2 separate regions of the Sus scrofa genome follow, and region 2 is linked to region 1. Evidence: chromatin contacts called from public Hi-C data. All regions are on one chromosome and are shown on one strand. Each heading gives the region's core, a stretch centred on a gene start, on an enhancer-like site or on the middle of the called end of the contact. The rest is flanking DNA. Distances are from core to core; before and after follow the strand shown. Region 1 holds the start of TRIM55 (tripartite motif containing 55). Region 2 holds the start of MTFR1 (mitochondrial fission regulator 1).

Evidence for each region. Hi-C and Micro-C count contacts between places; a contact is called where the count stands out from the background.
Region 2: a contact with region 1 is called in a Hi-C map of skeletal muscle, with 2.3 times the contacts expected there. The contact joins the promoter of MTFR1 here to the promoter of TRIM55 in region 1. A contact is called at or near these places in 2 of 5 promoter capture datasets (fetal liver and liver), 4 of 47 Hi-C or Micro-C datasets (embryonic fibroblasts, skeletal muscle and subcutaneous adipose tissue) and 1 of 2 datasets of contacts at active chromatin or transcription factors (alveolar macrophages).

Annotation. Positions count from the first base shown.
Region 1 is chr4:68,529,155-68,532,381 of Sscrofa11.1, reverse strand. TRIM55 (tripartite motif containing 55) reads left to right here and starts at 1,493. Exons shown (of 9, transcript NM_001244691.1): 1 at 1,493-1,804; 2 at 2,330-2,502. The coding sequence starts at 1,637.
Region 2 is chr4:68,968,358-68,971,584 of Sscrofa11.1, reverse strand. It overlaps MTFR1 (mitochondrial fission regulator 1), which reads left to right and starts at 1,587. Exons shown (of 7, transcript XM_021089295.1): 1 at 1,587-2,021.

The DNA of each region.
Region 1 (3,227 bases), core at 244-2,743:
CATGTCTTGCTCAGACCATCACAGCCCATGTGATAATAAACACAGTTAACGCCTCAGCTAGGTGAACTAATTACTCACTAAAAAAATGTCACCAGTTCTCTCCTTCGCTGTAGTTGCTAAAAAGCTATTGAAAGGAATAAGAAAATTCTCCAAAGATCTCTGAAAGGTTTATGAATACGCGTAACTTATTATTTGTTAATAGAGCTTATTAGATTCTCAGTAAGCGCTCAGTGCACTAGCATGAAGGGCACCCATGACCAGTCACAGCCCCCTACTCTTTGCTGGTAATTAAGTGCACGCTGGGGATGTGCTAACACAAGGTGTTCATTGCAGGAGGTTTTTAAAATCAAGGAGAAATAAAACTGCAAATTTAGCACATAAAAAATAGACGTGTTTCTTTTTCATTTTTGATCTGATTTTAAATATTTAAACAAAACATATAGCTGAAACAGTGGTTTCACAAAATCCCGGCAAATATCAGAACTGAAACTGATGGCTCAAGAAACAGTCCAGGAAATGGCCAGAGAAACTATCATTAAAAAAAAAAAAATCACCTTGGTAAGTGAGACAAATGCCAAGGGGTATAGGTATTTCAGACCAGATAAAACCCAGATCTGGAAGCAGGACTCGGTTTTCATGTCCACTGAAGATGGCCCTGCCATCTGTTCCCCACTGTGTGGCAAAACGAAATAAGGGGTCTGACCCCATGTCCCAGTTACTACTGTATTACTGATTGTCGATGGAAACTAAATTTAAATGTTTAAAGGCTGTCCAATTTTCTGGGCATTTTGGGGGTGGGGGTGGGGTATAGGATGAAAGAGGAGTAGGCAAAAGGGAGGGAAACGCACACTAGAGCTTTCTTTCACAACTTCTAAAAAAACCTGGATCATCAAGTGGCATTTGGATATTTTAAAATTTTGTGGAGCCTCCTATGGTGAAAAGATTAGCAATCAGTTTTTAAGTTGGAATTTTTCGCATTTCCTGACCCTCACAAAGAGGAAGTGGTTAAGACGAAGCGAGGCTTTTTAGATGACTACCTTTGTGAAGCCAGGATGATGCTCTTCAGGACCTGTTTTGTCTGTTTTCACCTCAGGCAGGGGGGTCATTGCTCCTTTTGGTGACTGGCTTCCTAAATTCTCAACACAGAAATGGCTTTCGTTCTACTTGGATGACATTCTCCCCAGTCCTGGAGAAGCCCGTCACCGAGTCCTTATTGAGTGCTCACAGAGGGCATAGCTCAGTGACTCGGCACGAACATTCCCATTTGTTGTTGACAACTGTCAGCGGCACCTCCCGCTCCTCACAACCCCTGTCTAAATGGCTTTTGCAGTCCTCCTTCCCACCCACTCTCTTCACTCCTTGGGCCAGGAATGTTGGCCCCTGTTCCCTGTCACCTGTCAGAATCCATCCTCCTGTCACTGGCTTATATGGAGAAGTCAGCCAGCTGTCACGTGACCCTCGGCTGCTAAAAACAGCTCGAGCACTGCTCTGAACCCCAGCCTGAAACAATGTCCTCCACCAAAAGAAACGTAAAGGACGCTTGATTGTACAATCCTTGGAATTATTTCCAGGAATCACTCGCCGAAACCGTTCGAAGCACGCTTTCCCTGGCAGTGCACACGGGGACGGCCAGGAGATGAGCGCATCTTTGAATTACAAGTCTTTTTCCAAAGAGCAGCAGACCATGGATAACTTGGAGAAGCAACTCATTTGCCCCATCTGCCTAGAGATGTTCACAAAGCCCGTGGTCATTCTTCCCTGCCAGCACAACCTGTGCAGGAAATGTGCCAGTGACATTTTCCAGGTAGGTTTGTTTGGAATCTAGGGGTAGAGGGAAAAAATGTTCTCATCTCCCAATCAAGTGCTTAAGTCTGAGGTGAATTTCTCTAGGAAGCGTTCTAAGGTTGCATTTATTTAAAACAACAACCAAAAAGAAAGACCATTTTTAAAAGTGATTTGCTTTGTGCTTTGCCATCAGCCTCCTCCTGGCTCTCAAATCTAATTTTATTAAAATATTAAGAATCATATTTGTCCTTTTAGAAACATTGAATCTGTTTCAAAATTGTAAATGAATTACTGCCCAAGGCATTACTGTTGGAGTTTCTGGCTGGAACTTTTGGTTATGAAAACGTTAGGTGGAAAAGGACCTCATGCTGAAAATGGCACATTGCAGTTGACCATGGGTGAGGGTTGGTCCTGTGTTTTGGGACCAGTTACTATCTCCCAGCAAGGAGTTGATGTTGTTTGTAGTAACTGAGAGGGAAAGGAGGTCCCAGGAAAGCTACCTGTGGCAATGCTCAATTCCTCTTTTCTTGCTCGGCAAGAACAGGCCTCTAACCCGTACTTGCCCACAAGAGGAGGCACCACTGTGGCCTCGGGGGGCCGATTCCGCTGCCCATCCTGCAGACACGAAGTGGTTTTGGACAGACATGGGATATACGGGCTTCAGAGAAACCTGCTGGTGGAGAATATTATTGACATCTACAAGCAAGAGTCCACCAGGTATGCGCCCCCCTCCCCTGCCCCCGCCGGCCGTGTCAAACACGTTGGAAGCTTGCTTTTGTTTATTTGTTTGTTTTAGTGGGTCGCTATACTGAATGCTTGTTTGCCAATCACGGGCTAATTGTTTTATAGGAAAATGTTTTTCCAAGTCAGTCCTTACCAATGGGAGAGAGAGTTGCTCTTGGGAGGAGAGAAGGAAGCTGGTGCCCATGCTTTTCTATCAATTTAAGAATGAAGTAACTCATTATCACTAATCCAGTCCAGATGGTGATCTTGAAAGAGGCATGATGCTGCCCCTGCTCCCAGCCTGGTATTACATCCACAGGAGACGTTTCTGCACTTCACAGGTCCTTTAGAGCTCCAGAGTCTACACAATAGGAAATTAACAGAAATGACATCTTCCAAAATCAACCTCTTAGATCAGACAGTCTCACTTTAAAATTTTCTAGAGGAGAATCATAAAAAGAAAATCCTCTGACGTGGTCATGGTATTGACTCTGGAAAGGAGCAAAGCAAGGCAGAGTCCTAAGCTTTAGCAACTTAAAAGTTTAGAGACGAAGAAAAAAAAAAGAAGAAGAGGGTGCTCAGGTTATGTTTCCCTGTTCTCTAGGTTGTACTATGGGCTCTTGGCATTCACTTGCTGATTGACACGCAGTATACACATCAGTCATTAAAAAGGGGCAGTGGGTGCATCTTACTCATCGAATCACATTGGCTATAGTATT
Region 2 (3,227 bases), core at 338-2,837, 440 kb before region 1:
GAAAATTATGATTTTATAATCACATATATTTTTATCTTTATTTTTATTTTGCTTTTTAGGGCTGCACTCATGGCATATGGAAGTCCCCAGGCTAGGGGTGGAATCAGAACTGTAGCTGCCAGCCTACGCCAACAGCAACATGGAGTTGGAGCTGCATCTGTGACCTACACCATAGCTCACATCAATGCTGAGGAACGCCAGGGATCAAACCCATACCCTCATGGATACTAGTTGGATTCATTTCCACTGCGCCACAACAGGAACTCCCTGTAATCTTATAATTTTAAAAGTGTGATGACTGGAAGATTTCCCCCTAGATTAACTTTTGGCTCAGCACATTTCAAACTCTTTTCTCTTTCTCCACCCATGTGCATCTACTGCCAGGTGCCCTGGGACACATTCATTTATGAGATAGAATAGAGTGTAGCTAGGAGTTTTCCTGGAAGCTATTCCAACACCAGGAGAGTCAGAAATAACTTATCAGGGAAGTGGCTCCAGTTCCATCTCAACTCTTTCCCTCACTCAGATCCCCCAAAAGCCCAGAGCCACTCCAGGGCACCTAGAAGGGAAGTGTGAAGGAAAGGAAATTGGCATGGAAAAAAGCCTTAGCCAATCCCTGTTGAGGACAGCTCTAAGACATATGAGTTTAAAACTACATATGATCATGTGCATTAGGTGCTGGGGCCCCTTTAAAGAGTTGAAAACTACATATGATCATGTGCATTATTAGGTGCTGGGGCCCTTCCTTGGCTCTTGGAGAGAGCTGGTGCAAGTCAATGGCAGATGCTTCATTAGCTTCGCACTAAATCCACCCTAGGAAAATCTCATAAGCAACAAGTGAACTTTGTTAGATATATCGCCATGCTCTGCCCCTGCCCCTTGAGCTCAGATGCTTCTGCTGCTTCATCAGACCCCAGCCCAAGCATTCTCTTCTTCCAGATGCACTCCCTGAGAACCCGGGCAGGCTTAGGCGGGTTTCCCAGCCCCCTCCATACCTGGTTACAACTTTTGGTTATATAAATTAACCTTGTTGTTAGCCCGTAGGCTCACTGAGGGCGTGGTTCAAAGCTCTTTAAAATCTTTGTATTGTCACAGTGGGCCCCTAACAAGCCCTTGTTAAGTAGATGAATTAACGCTTTTGCTGAAGGGGGAAAGCCTCGCCAGGGAGAGACTTGGGCACCCGGATTAAAAACTTCAGAGCTCTGTTGTCTGCTTACGACCTCTGGGATCAATTACAATGGGAGGGTAAGAGAAACAGCCAATCAGCAATAGGCTCTTGAAAAGCCAAACAGAAATAGGTTTCTCCGCTCTACGTATGAATCTTTTGTCAGTCCTACCCATATTACCATGCTTAATATATTGTTAGCTATTAAGTGCAATGATCATATTTTCAAGAGAGAATGAATTGAACCCAGAGTGTCTTGGGATACTCAGCTACTAAAAATCACGTGTCCCAACGAATAAAACTTAAACATGTTAGAACCGAAGACTTGGTAAAGTAAAATCCTAACCCTTCAGGCACTTTGTACAATCCGACAGCCCTACTTCCCCTAGACAAACACACCCGAGATACGAAGTCCGCAAAGGCTGGGTGAGCACAAGTTGCTACACCGCGAGATGAAACAGCTCATTTATTAGCTTAACAAGGGCTAAGATTCACATCTTCTTTCAAGGTAATACACACTTGGGGCTACATTCAGAATGTGGGTCTTTCTTGAGGTTGAAGTTTACAAAGCACTTGCCAAGGCAGAGAACTGAGGACAAAAAGCAAGGTCCACGGGAAAGCCCACGCGATAGCCGAGCCCAACGCGTGCGCACACTGCGAGAGGCCGCTCCAGGCTCGTGCAGCGATCTTCTGGCCTTCCGCTTGCGGCTCCCGCCTCCAGGCCGGAGGGAGCCGTTGATTGGTGAGCCTCGCCCGGGCTCGGGGCGGAGATTGGGTGATTGGCAGCAACGCCCCGGGACGGTCAAGCTGGAAGGTGGAGTAGCTGAAGAAGCCGGCGGGCTGCCTCGCGCCGGAGGTAGAGTGAGGTAAAAACTCTGGAAAGCGGTTGGCTTGGGGTCGAGGAGGCGCCCCGGGGACGGCGGCGGGAACCTTTGGTGACACTCAGGGTAGGAGGTGAAGGAGCCGGGTTTGGGTTTTCGGGGAGGCCGGCGGGCTCCGCGTACCGGTGGGGTGTCCGCGCCGCGGCTGAAGGGAGGCGGAGATGTCCGGGGGCGGCCGTGCTGGCCGAGGGCCCTGCTGGGGCTGGAGCTTTGGCGGAGCGGAGCGAATTCGGCCGACTTGCCGGGCAAGGCAGGACTCACCCACCCGCCCACCTATTCTCCCCATCGCTGCCCCCTTCCTCCCCCGGCCTTTGGTCGGTCGTCGGGAGCCGGCAGTTCGCGCGCCGGCAGTCAGGCAGCGGCCCAGGGAAGGGCCTTTGCGGCAGTTCCCTTGGGTGTTGCGCTTTCCCGGGGGTTCGGTGGCGTGACTCGGCGGGTGCTCCTCCTGTCCGGGCCTCGGGGATTGGGAGGGAGGAGCATACCTGTTGGGCCGCCTGGGAGGCGTAACCAGCCTCAGCTGGCCGGCGTCCCCGTTTCACTTTTCGCCTCTTAGAACTTGCCACTTTGTCTTCCCGACCGGGACCGGGATTTGCATTAAGCCCCAAAGGAAAACAGAAAACACCTCGACCTTTGGACATTTAACAGCACTTTTTATTATGGGAGTCTTCAGACTCTCCAGTGTCACGAGGATAGTAGGAGAGCTCCGTGCACCCATTACCCAATTTAAAATCAGTAACTGGCCAGGCTTGCTCCTTCCCCCGCCCCGATTATTTTGAAGTATATCTCAGACATATTTCATTTCTTGTACATATTTCCTCATGATCAGCAATTGTACTTCTTTTCCAGTCATTTGCTTTGTGGAGAAGTTGAGTAAAATAAGGCACTTTTGAACGTGTAGATAGCGCTAATTTAGTTTGCGCTGCAAGACTGTGGGTAGTTCTCCGAAGGTAGAGTTTCATTACCTGAAAACAAAGGTGCCACATAATCTAGTTTTGTCTGTAGCTTTACTGCTTTTGAGTAGTAATAATAGTACTGATAATTAGCATTTACCGGGTTCTTGGTATGTATGGAACACTGAAATTATCACCTGTTCATTTAACTTTTACAACAGCTGTGTGAAGTGGGTATTGTCCCATTTTACAGATGAGGGGAAAATAGGCTGAGAGAGATTAAACAATTTG